Linked DNA regions of Bos taurus: region 1 is linked to region 2. The links are chromatin contacts, called in public Hi-C maps. All regions are on one chromosome and are shown on one strand. The core of a region is the stretch at or near the end of the contact, and the rest is flanking DNA. Distances in the headings are between cores, read along the strand shown. Region 1 holds the start of HSPA6 (heat shock protein family A (Hsp70) member 6). Region 2 holds the start of DUSP12 (dual specificity phosphatase 12).

Evidence for each region. A called contact is a pair of places that touch in the nucleus more often than the background predicts.
Region 1: a contact with region 2 is called in a Hi-C map of an unstated tissue, with 4 times the contacts expected there. The contact joins the promoter of HSPA6 here to the promoter of DUSP12 in region 2.

Annotation. Positions count from the first base shown.
Region 1 is chr3:8,029,683-8,035,781 of ARS-UCD2.0, forward strand. HSPA6 (heat shock protein family A (Hsp70) member 6) reads right to left here and starts at 4,071. Exons shown (of 1, transcript XM_002685850.6): 1 at 1,663-4,071. The coding sequence starts at 3,932. The coding sequence ends at 2,001. It overlaps TRNAG-GCC (transfer RNA glycine (anticodon GCC)), which reads left to right and starts at 4,614; the gene lies at 4,614-4,684.
Region 2 is chr3:7,855,466-7,862,050 of ARS-UCD2.0, forward strand. DUSP12 (dual specificity phosphatase 12) reads right to left here and starts at 5,052. Exons shown (of 6, transcript XM_002685847.7): 1 at 4,675-5,052; 2 at 1,903-2,016; 3 at 1,692-1,810; 4 at 805-901; 5 at 312-498. The coding sequence starts at 5,018.

The DNA.
Region 1 (6,099 bases), core at 2,821-5,320, 170 kb after region 2:
TTATAACCTGTGTCTGTTTAGAGAGAGAGATTGTTGAAATGTGAGGAAACTATCCAAACGTAGGTGCCATCATTCTGTTTGAGAAGTTACAAACAGGTTGCAGTGGTCAGTGTTGGAAGTGGGAAGGACATTCAGGAAAGGGGAAGTGTAATACAGAATATGTGTGTGAGATCATCTCTTTTTTGCAGGTTCTTTCAATGTAAAACAAGTCACAAAAGATTTGGGCCAGGTGCAGGAAAACGCAGTTTAAAATGTGAGCTGACAACCAGACTACAGGTGGGTCGTTACTGCAATCTCCTCTCAACCTGCAACAGATCACCCTTAGCTAAATATAATGTAGCATTCCTCTAACCAAGGCCACCTTCATTTCTGAGATAAAAATAAGTCTTTGGGCTGATTGGGAACTAACTTACACAAACTTATCCTTCTCTTATGTCATTTAACTGGCAGTAAAGTTGAGCCTGAGGATACTCCCCTGGTTCAGTCACTTGCTATAAAAAGCACATATTCACTTAATGAATAATGCAAAGATACAATAAAACATACTTTTTCTCTCAGGGCTCCGTGTCCAACTGTGTTCTAAAGGAATAATATGTACAATTTCACGACATCTGGGGGAAATCTTTCTTTTTTTTAATGGTCTGTTTGTGAGTTAACAGTGCACGGAATGTAGAAGCAGGCAGGACATAGTTCTTAATTTCAACTCTCCCCACTACCCACGTTCCCTGACTTAATAGATATGGATATTGAGTAAATTGTTTAACCTCTTTTAGCCTCTGGATCCTCACTTTCAAAAGAGATAATACACTGTTATGTTGCTGTGATGATTAGATTGTACATAGTCGACAATCAATTAGTAATAATTAGTAATAGTGAATATTTGTTGCTCAATACTAGATGCCTAGCCTAACATTCTTCTTCACTCCTCACATACTTATTTAATTGTACCCTCATTACACATCTGAGATATTATTTGATCATCATCCCCATTAAATAGAAGGGAAAACTGAAGCTCAGAGTTTAACTTGCGGAGTAGATAAAGGAACACCCGTCTGGTTCCAGTACAGCCATCTTACTACACAGTTGCCACTGTCACCATCATCATCGTCATCATCCTAGGGCCATCAGCAGAAAGCAGATGGGACCATGCAATTCCTCTCACACAGATAAGATCAATAATAATTTTAATTATACCACTAGACTTACTCTCTTAATCTAACAAATACTATTCCCCAGAATCCAGGACTTGGGGTCTGTTCGGTAAAAGAACAATAAGGTCACATTATGAGAGGCAAATAATTAGCATATAAACTTTTTGTCCGTGTATTAGGACACATAGACTGAAAAACTAAACTAAGCTCCCAATACAGAATTTTTATCTTAGGGTCTTGCCAAAACTTGCTTCTCTTCATTCTCTGCTTTTCCAACTCCACCTCCCTCCCTCTTTCAACACAATATCACAATTCTCTCCTCTCTCCTCACACTTCAATACTATCTCAGTGTGCCTTCCTCAAACTCTTCCTCTTGCTTTCCTTTATAGCAATTATGCACATAGCCTCATGAATTTTCTTCCCATCCTCCTTCAAAACCCACCCCAATATTTCTGCTTCTGAAAGCCCTGCCCCTTCGTCTACTTAATTGGATAGAAAGAAAACTAAGAAATTCTAAAAGTTTATTTAGCTTTATTATTTCATATAACAAATCCATACATGCAAGTAACAAAATGCATTAAATGTAGGTAAAAGCAATATTAAAGTGCCACACAAATGTTCATAATGATTTTACTTCTGCTTGTTTGATGTAGGAGAAGATTTTTTACAAGTCAAATGACAAATATCTCAATAATAAAACATACTGACCAAAAAAAAAAAAAATTCTCTGTTGAGGGTAAGATTCTCCTCCACTCCTACCCCTTAAGTTGGGCAGGATCACAGTAGAAAGTCTAGAAAGTCCACAAACCCAGCCCTTGCAGTCTCAGCTGACCCGTCCAGAGGGGCCATTTAATCGACCTCCTCGATGACAGGGCCAGTACTAGGGGCTCCATGTCGGGCTTGGGCTCCACAACTGCTGCCCACAGAGACACCAGGCCCCCCATAGAGCCTGGAGAAGATGGGGCAACAGATCTGCTCCAGCTCCCTCTTTTGATGCTCATATTCCTCTTTGTCTGCTAACTGGTTGTGCTCCAGCCAAGCAAGGACTTCCTGACACTTGTCTTGTACTTTGCGCCTGTCCTCTTCAGGAATCTTATCTCTAAGCCTCTCCTCTTGCAAGGAGCTCTTCACATGGAAGACATAGGCCTCCAGAGAGTTTTTGGCAGCCACCCTGTCTCTCTGGGCCTCATCCTCAGCCTTGTACTGCTCAGCCTCACGAACCATCCTCTCCACCTCCTCCTTGCTCAGCCGGCCCTTGTCATTGGTGATGGTGATCTTGTTAGCTTTGCCTGTGCTCCTGTCAGTGGCTGTCACACTCAGGATGCCATTGGCGTCAATGTCGAAGGTCACCTCGATCTGGGGGACTCCACGTGGGGCAGGAGGGATGCCGCTGAGCTCAAAGCGCCCTAGCAGGTTGTTGTCCCTGGTCATGGCCCTCTCACCCTCATACACCTGAATCAGGACCCCAGGCTGGTTGTCTGAATAGGTGGTGAAAGTCTGGGTCTGCTTGGTTGGGATAGTGGCATTCCTCTGGATCAGTGTAGTCATCACCCCACCAGCTGTCTCCAGCCCCAGGGACAGGGGAGCCACATCCAGCAGCAGAAGATCTTGCACCTTCTCACACGTGTCCCCCATCAATACGGCTGCCTGCACAGCAGCCCCATAAGCCACAGCTTCATCCGGGTTGATGCTTTTGTTCAGCTCCCTGCCATCGAAGAAGTCCTGCAGGAGCTTCTGTACCTTGGGGATTCGGGTAGAGCCACCCACCAGGACAATGTCATGGATCTGGGCCTTGCCCAGCTTGGCATCGCGCAAGGCCTTCTCTACCGGCTCCAGGGTGCTGCGAAAGAGGTCCGAGCACAGTTCTTCAAAGCGGGCTCGAGTGATGGAAGTGTAGAAGTCTACACCCTCAAACAGGGAATCGATCTCCAGAGTGGCCTGGGTACTGGACGACAGGGTGCGCTTGGCGCGCTCGCAGGCCGTGCGGAGCCTGCGCAGGGCCCGCTTGTTCCTGCTCAAATCCTTGCCATGCTTCCGCCGGAACTCCTCCATGAAGTGGTTCACCAGCCGGTTGTCGAAGTCCTCTCCACCCAGGTGAGTGTCTCCAGCCGTGGCCTTCACCTCAAAGACACCAGCGTCGATGGTGAGGACCGACACGTCGAAGGTGCCCCCACCCAGGTCGAAAATGAGCACGTTGCGCTCTCCGGCGCCCAGCCGGTCCAGGCCGTAGGCGATGGCAGCTGCCGTGGGCTCGTTGATGATTCTCAGGACGTTGAGCCCCGCGATGGCACCCGCGTCCTTAGTGGCCTGACGCTGCGAGTCGTTGAAGTAGGCAGGCACCGTGATTACAGCGTGCTTCACGGGCTGGCCCAGGTACGCCTCCGCCGTCTCCTTCATCTTGCTCAGCACCATGGACGAGATCTCCTCGGGGTAAAACGCCTTGTCCTCCCCGCGGTAGGACACGCGCACCTTCGGCTTGCCGCCCTCGCTCACCACCTGGAAGGGCCAGTGCTTCATGTCCGACTGCACAGAGGGGTCTGTGAATCTGCGCCCGATCAGTCGCTTGACGTCGAACACGGTGTTGTGCGGGTTCAGGGCCGCCTGGCTCTTGGCCGCGTCGCCCACCAGCCGCTCGGTGTCTGAGAAGGCCACGTAGCTGGGGGTGGTGCGGTTGCCCTGGTCGTTGGCGAGGATCTCCACCCGGCCGTGCTGAAACACGCCTACGCACGAGTACGTGGTGCCCAGGTCGATGCCTATGGCCAGCTCCCTCGCGGCGGACATGGTTGTGGTTTCTCCCGCTCCCGGCGACCAGTGCTATACAGAGTCGGATGGATGCAGGAACCTGCGAAAGTTGGTGCTGCTCAGCAGTGTAGGTGTACGCAGCGGCGCCTCTCTCCTGCCTGCCCAGCTCGGATCTGCTCGGCTCCGGCTCCACGAGCTTTTTATCCAGTTGCGGGAGACCCGCCTCCTCCCGCTGCCGCCGCCGCCGCGAAACTTCTAGCGCCTTCGCGGCGAGCCCAGAGCCGCCGGCCCGCCCGCTCCGGCTGACTCAGCCCAGGAGGCGCTGCACTGACTCTGGGAGAAGGTTCGAGCGGATCGGGCCGTGCAGGGAGCGGCGGCCCCACCAGCGTCTGACTCAGAGTTGCAGAGAAAGTTCCAGCTTCTCCCGGCTTGTTCTAAGGGCGAGCGGTTGGGGCAGAAGAATGGTAAGGTGAAAACTTGCTCTTCCTCTGGTTGGTTGAAGAGGGCGGTTTTGAGTCCAACGGCTCTAGAAAAACCGAAAGCATTAGAGCCATGGCTTCAAGGACAGAGGTTTAAAGTTTTATTATTTTAGTCTTGAAACATGAAGGCTGTGTTTTCAAAATTGTGATTAAGAGAGGTGGTCAGATTTCTGTTATGGAGTGGACCTAGGGTCAGAGATGATGGTAAGAGACAGTGTTGTGAAGCTTTATCACGGAAGTAGCATTGGTGGTTCAGTGGTAGAATTCTCGCCTGCCACGCGGGAGGCCCGGGTTCGATTCCCGGCCAATGCATCCTGCTCTTTTCTTTCAGGGTACCCGCATTTTAACATTTTTTTCTGTTTTTTTTTTTTTTTCTTTAATTCAACTTCTAAAGTGGATCTTCATTAAAAAAAAAAAAATTCTATTTGAGTGTAGTTGTTTTTAAATGTTTCTGCTGCTGTATAACAAAGTGAATCACTTTTAAATTTACATATATCCATTATTTTTTTTAGATTCTTTTTCCATAAAGGTTGTTCTAGAGTAACTATACATCCTCAAAAAGAAGGAACCTATTTTTATAACCCAAGAGGGAGAGAAGCTGTCAGCTTTAAATTCATTCTCTCTCAGTGTTTAGGCTGCCCAGGCCTGTGTGTCAAAAGTCAGGATATTTTAGGCAAGGCCCTGCAAAAAAGGGTGCTCACTTCAGAAAGAAAGATGTGGCCTGGCCTGGGGTCTGTGCCCTGTAGTTCAGGGACTACCTTGTCCAAGCTGCTCCAACTTTCTCTCCCAGCCCTCAGCAGCCTCAAAAGCCCTACACATCTACCCCCAAGAGTTCCAAGTTCCAAGAGTCCTACAGCTTCTAAAACAAGCTGTAGAACAAATTATACAGTGCAGTCCAGTTACGGTATGTACAGATCTGTGACACCAACTACTTGTACATCCTTGAACAAATCATTTCAACCATCTGGTTCATTGCTTTCTCAGCTTTAAAATGAGGAGATTGAACTTCATCTTTTCTAAGACATTCTATAGCTGTAGAAGTCTCTGGTTTCACCCAGGAGCAAAAGAGGATTCCTGTTTCCCCTAAACTATGTACCTGCTCTATATCTGAAAAAATCAAGCTTCTGTTGATAAGAAAAAGAGGGGTGATCTGCTATGTCTATCCTACGGTGCCACATATACTTTATTCATTTTAACCCTTAACAACAGTCCAGTAAGGAGCCTTAGTGTGCTAGATATCGATGATGCTTAAAAATATGTATGAGTCTCCTCTTTTCAGCCTCAAAAAAGGATTGCAATTGCATGCCTCTTGAGGTCAGGTCGTACAACTTGTTTCGATTAATGAAATTTAAGTATGTGTATGTTACTTTTGGACAGAGTGCATTTAATTACTGTCCTAATTGTTACTGTTCTCTTTGCCTTCTTTGGCAATGTGTGGTAGTTGGTGTTAAAATCAAAGTATAGTATAAACCTGAGCCATCCCATGAGAGAGAGCTTCCTTAGGAAGTCTTCCACGTATATAGCAGAAAATGAGTGAGAAATAAACCTTTGATGATTTATGCCACTAAGATTGTATTTTTACAGCATATGAGCTTAGTATACTGGCTAGAGCTAGTCAAACAGGGTTATCCCCATTTTTTTTCCAATGTGACTAGCCCCAGAAACATAACTCACCCACAGTTCTACCTTTGATTTCGTCCCTACTCCAAGTTAGACCTTCTTATTTT
Region 2 (6,585 bases), core at 3,802-6,301:
TTTCTTACAAAGCTCAAGTTCTGCTAAATATATTCTAGTTTGTCTTAATTTGAAAAAATATAAACAATAGCCTTAAAAGGAATTAACTGAGACCAAAAGCTCTCAACCAGAAAGTGGATCACTGTTTTAGATCATCTGGTTTTTAATTAACTAATTTATCTTTGATAGAATCTTGCCTATCCTACAGAGATATAATCTTTAGAAAGAAAGCAGTTAAGATGGAGTAAAACACTAAAGCATGGTTTAAAATGAAAGAAGGAACAAAATACAGATGACATAATAAAACTAAAGAAAGTAAAATGTGTTCTCACCTGTCCATCCATCACTCCCAACAAAGTGGATTCCATCCACTGTACAGGTTCAATGAAGTAAGATGTACACTGAGCCTGACTCCCTGCGGAAAGCATGGGGGATGCCGTCATCCTCTTGTGGGCAAAGGCTATAGGACCACTTCCTTCATTATGATCCAAAACGCTAGAACTTCTAAATAAAGATCGCCTGCAACCCCCAAACAAACAAAAACATTAATGATTTCCAAAAGAATGGAAAAATAGATTAAAAGTGCAGTTATTTCTTAGAGGGAAAATTAATATAACAAAGATTATGCTATTTTAATTTTTGATAACCTCTACAAGTAACCAGATAACTTTTAAGAATTCATATTCTCCTTGAAATCAGATCTGAATATGAAATTTCTATATTTTTCCATTAAACAATCTTCCTACAAGATTTTAAGAAACTGAAACTTTCAGTACTTTTCTACTGAGACAAAGTAAAATCTCCAGAGGATACAAAATATTTTACCTGCACTTTCTACATTTGTAGAGACCCCCATCTTTCAATCCTTGTGAAATGGCAGATGGGTCAACAGCAAAGAGTTCTTGAGGTAAGTTCTGCAATTCTACGTAACATAAAACATATCCACTTGTCAAAATCAACTCTACATTTTCAGACAAATTCAGTTTGTGTCAAATTGAGGCAAGTTGCTCAGTGGTAAAGAATCCACATGCCAATACAGAAGACAAAGGTTCAATCTGTAGGTTGGGAAGATCCCCGGGAGAAGGAAATGGCAACCCACTCTGGTATTCTTGCCTGGGAAATCCCATGGACAGAGAAGCCAGTCCATGGGGTCACAAGACAGTCAGACACAACTTAGCAACTAAACAACAAAATGCTAATCTCAGAAATTAAAAAAAATCTCCCGTGTTGAGGAACGAGGACGAGGTGGGACAGCACAGTGATGCAGCCCTTGGCTTCCAGGCACAGACTGCCTGACTTCAAGTTCGAGCCAGCCATTTACAAACCATGTGACCCTGAACAAGCTATTTCTTGCTAAACCATGGTTTCAAAATGAAATAAAAGTACCTGCTTCAAAAGTGAAATAATGCACCTGAAGCATCTGGTGTCAGAGTAAACCACATCTACAAAGGACTGAATGTGCTGTGCTTCGGTTGCTCAGTTGTGTCTGACTCTTAGCAACCCCATGGACTATATAGCCCGCCAGGCTCCTTAGTCCATGGGATTTCCGAAAGTAAGAATACTGGAGTAGGTTGTGATGACCTCCTCCAGGGGATCTTCCCAACCCAGGGATGGAACCCAGGTCTCCGGCATTGTGGGCAGATCCTTTACCCAGGCTGAGCCACCAGGGACGCCCAAAAAGGACTGAATACATACTGCCAATTATTACTTACCTGGATACTTCTCTGTAACCTTTTGTAAACGATATTGTTTATAAACTGCACTGGAGGTATCCACTTCACAGCCCATTGCCTGGTATAATTTCAGTTGCCACTCAAACCCCTCATTCATCCTGCAAGGGCAAACAGATACAGAGTTAAATTTTCTTTAAATAAATAAAACTGCATCACAAAAGCAGAATTATTACTGTATCAAGTAACTCACTTGGCCTCTGGCTTGACAGTCTTAAGGTTTTCATAGGCTTCTTCAAAGGTAAGCTGGTCAGTCTTCATCATAAAAGCAGTTATTACAGTCACACTTCGACTGACCCCTGAATGACTGAAAAAGAAACCTTTAAAATATCAAATAGCAACAATTACAAAAACAAAAAAACCCACCCCTATAAATGGTAAAGTTTGGGTCCACTTCTTGTCTGCTTCTTCTACTCAGGTAAATCCTATGCCTCTGAAATACTACTGCTACACAAAAGAAGTATTCCTTGATTTCCTTATTCACTTTTAATTCTGAACCATGTGAATGTACTACCTACTGAAAAATAATTATACTAATTTTTTAACACCTCACAATGCCTTCAGATAAGAAAGCCTTCCTCAGCGATCAATGCAAAGAAATAGAGGAAAACAAAAGAATGGGAAAGACTAGAGATCTCTTCAAGAAAATTAGAGATACCAAGGGAACATTTCATGCAAAGATGGGCTCGATAAAGGACAGAAATGGTATGGACCTAACAGAAGCAGAAGATATTAAGAAGAGGTGGCAAGAATACACAGAAGAACTGTACAAAAAAGCTTCACGACCCAGATAATCACAATGATGTGATCCCTCACCTAAAGCCAGACATCCTGGAATGCAAAGTCAAGTGGGCCTTGGGAGGCATCACTACGAACAAAGCTAGTGGAGGTGATGGAATTCCAGTTGAGCTATTTCAAATCCTGAAAGATGATGCTGTGAAAGTGCGGCACTCAATATGCCAGCAAATTTGGAAAACTCAGCAGTGGCCACAGGACTGGAAAAGGTAAGTTTTCATTCCAATCCCAAAGAAAGGCAATGCCAAAGAATGCTCAAACTACCGCACAATTGCACTCATCTCACAGGCTAGTAAAGTAATGCTCAAAATTCTCCAAGCTAGGCTTCAGCAATAAGTGAACCGTGAACTTCCAGATGTTCAAGCTGGTTTTAGAAAAGGCAGAGGAACCACAGGTCAAATTGCCAACATCCGCTGGATGAAAAAAGCAAGAGAGTTCCAGAAAAACATCTATTTCTGCTTTATTGACTATGCCAAAGCCTTTGACTGTGTGAATCATAATAAACTGTAGAAAATTCTAAAAGACATGGGAGTATCAGACCACCTGACCTGCCTCTTGAGAAACTTATATGCAGGTCAGGAAGGCACAGTTAGAACTGGACATGGAACAACACACTGGTTCCAAATGGGAAAAGGAGTACGTCAAGGCTGTGTACTGTCAGCCTGCTTATTTAACTTATACTCAGAGTACATCATGAGAAACGCTGGGCTGGAAAAAGCACATCTGGAATCAAGATTGCCAGGAGAAATATCAATAACCTCAGATATGCAGATGACACCACCCTTATGACAGAAAGTGAAGAGAAACTAAAAAGCCTCTTGATGAAAGTGAAAGAGGAGAGTGAAAAAGTTGGCTTAAAGCTCAACATTCAGAAAACTAAGATCACGTCATCTGGTTCCATCACTTCATGGGAAATAGATGGGGAAACAGTGTCAGACTTTGTTTTTAGGGGCTCCAAAATCACTGCAGATGGTGATTGCAGCCATGGAATTAAAAGACGCTTACTCCTTGGAAGGAAAGTTATGACCAACTTAGATAGCATATTGAAAAGCAGAGACATTACTTTGCCAACAAAGGTCCGTCTAGTCAAGGCTATGGTTTTTCCAGTGGTCATGTATGGATGTGAGAGTTGGACTGTGAAGAAAGCTGAGCACTGAAGAATTGATGCTTTTGAACTGTGGTGTTGGAAAAGACTCTTGAGCGTCCCTTGGACTGCAAGGAGATCCAACCAGTCCATTCTGAAGGAGATCAGCCCTGGGATTTCTTTGGAAGCAATGATGCTAAAGCTGAAACTCCAGTACTTTGGCCACCTCATGCGAAGAGTTGACTCATTGGAAAAGACTCTGATGCTGGGAGGGACTGGGGGCAGGAGGAGAAGGGGACAACAGAGGATGAGATGGCTGGATGGCATCACTGACTCGATGGACTGAGTCTGAGTGAACTCCGGGAGTTGGTGATAGGGAGGCCTGGCCTGCTGCAATTCATGGAGTCGAAAAGAGTCGGACACGACTGAACGACTGAACTGAACTGAATGGCTTCAGAACAAATCTAAACTCTTTTGCTCTTGGTTTTAAAGGCCCTGGAGATCTGGTCCCAAACTTCTATTTTATCTTTATATATTTATAACAAAGGCTGGCTGTAAAATTGCTGACTCAGTAAGCGTAAACTGTTGTTATTATACTCCTTCTGCCACTGCTACGTCCTAATCAATTTTTCTCTCCCCAAATCTCCCCTACATTGGCCACGCCTGCCCCAAACAAGAACAATGAAAATAGCCTGCTCTCCCTCTTAAGTCTGAATAACCTTAACCTCTGTTCATCTCTCTTACTACACACCTCGCATCCCAGTCTGCATTTCCTCAGTATGTGTCTCGCTACTCGAGAAGAGATTTAAACTCTTTAGGTGTAGAGACTTAGTCATTTATCTGAAGATTCCTCCTACCCTGGAAAACTCAGCGGCTGCAGAATGACCCAACATAAACAAAATGAATGAAAAGCCTGCGCTTCGTCAGGGGACCGCGTCCCGCCCACTCCTCTCTCTGACACAAGCCTACGCAAGAGGGAGCTGGGACAGCCCTCTGGTCCTCTTCTGGGCCCTGGGAGGGAAAGGGTGAGGTGGGCCAGGGTAGAAGCGTGGCGAGGTTGCTCTCCCCACGGACCCGACCACTCACCAGTGCACCAGCACCGCGCGGCCCTCGGCGCGAGCCTGGACGATGAAGGCCACACAGCGGTCCAGATGACTGAGCAGGTCGGTCTCAGGTTTGTCCAGCGCTGGCACGAAGAGACTCCGTAGACCCTCGACCCCAGCCCCCGTTTTGAAGTTAGGCTCCTCCGAGTCCACCGTCAGCACTGCCGTGACGGCCGCCTCCCTCAGGTGGTCTGGCTCCGCGACGGCCGCGGCTCCACCCAAGAACAGCCCCGGACGCACTTCCAGCATATGCCTGGCAGAGCTGGCCCGGCTCTGGCTGCCGATCTGGTGCTCCCAGCCATGGCTCCCCTCCTGCGCCTCCAACATGGCGGCGCCCGGGGGCCGGGCAGCGGCTGGCCCTACCACCGAGTAGGCAATAGGCTAGAACGTCCTTACTTTAGGCCCAGCCGGCTGAGTTGCGCCGCTGCTGTCTCGGAGGATTTCGTCGACCGCGGGAATGTGGATTTACTGGGGAAGGTGACTTCGGCCTGGGCGGAGCTAAACCCCATTCGCAGCCGCTTCTGAACCCTAACGCAAATACCTACAGGGTTTCTCAGGCTCTTAGGGTTGAGATTTTTATAGATTTCTGCAGAAGCAGAAAATGGATTCAAGTTGAAATGATGGTCACACCAACTGAGTCAGTACCATAATCTTATGCATTTGAAATACAACGCTTTTCCAGTACGTATGAAATCATTTGTTTGTAGTTCTTCTCTTGTAACTTTTTACTTTTTTTTTCTTTTTGCCCCCCTCCTTTTTTTTATTGGTATGTGACTTCTTGTTGGTGTATATTCTGTATGTTTGAAAATATTGATCCCATGGTTTTGTGTCAGTGCACTCCAAAGACCACCAAGAATCCACGTGTAGTTTTAAATAAATTGAGTTTATTACTCAATCATGAACTGTAGAATTTTGGGAAATGCAGGTCTTAAGAGAATGTTGCTGCTGCTGCTAAGTCACGTCAGTCGTGTCCGACTCTGTGAGACCCCACAGACAGCAGCCCACCAGGCTCCCGTCCCTGGGATTCTCCAGGCAAGAACACTGGAGTGGGTTGCCATTTCCTTCTCCAGTGCATGAAAGTGAAAAGTGAAAGTTAAGTCGCTCAGTCATGTACGACTCTTAGCGACCCCGTGGACTGCAGCCTACCAGGCTCCTCGGTCCATGGGATTTCCCAAGCAAGAGTACTGGAGTGGGGTGCCTTGCTGCTGCTGCTGCTAAGTCACTTTAGTCATGTCTGACTCTGTGCCACCCCAGAGTCGGCAGCCCACCAGGCTCCCCCATCCCTGGTATTCTCCAGGCAAGTGGGGTGCCTTCAGATCAGATCAGATCAGTCGCTCAGTCGTGTCCGACTCTATGCGACCCCATGAATCGCAGCACGCCAGGCCTCCCTGTCCATCACCAACTCCCGGAGTTCACTCAGACTCACGTCCATCAAGTCAGTGATGCCATCCAGCCATCTCATCCTCTGTCGTCCTCTTCTCCTCCTGCCCCCAATCCCTCCCAGCATCAGAGTCTTTTCCAATGAGTCAACTCTTCGCATGAGGTGGCCAAAGTACTGGAGTTTCAGCTTCAGCATCATTCCTTCCAAAGAAATCCCAGGGCTGATCTCCTTCAGAATGGACTGGTTGGATCTCCTTGCAGTCCAAGGGACGCTCAAGAGTCTTTTCCAACACCACAGTTCAAAGGCATCAATTCTTTGGCGCTCAGCCTTCTTCACAGTCCAACTCTCACATCCATACACGACCATAGGAAAAACCATAGCCTTGACTAGACGAACCTTTGTTGGCAAAGTAATGTCTCTGCTTTTGAATATGCTATCTATATTGGTCATAACTTTCCTTGCAAGGAGTAAGTGTCTTTTAATTTCATGGCTGCAGTCACCATCTGCAGTGAT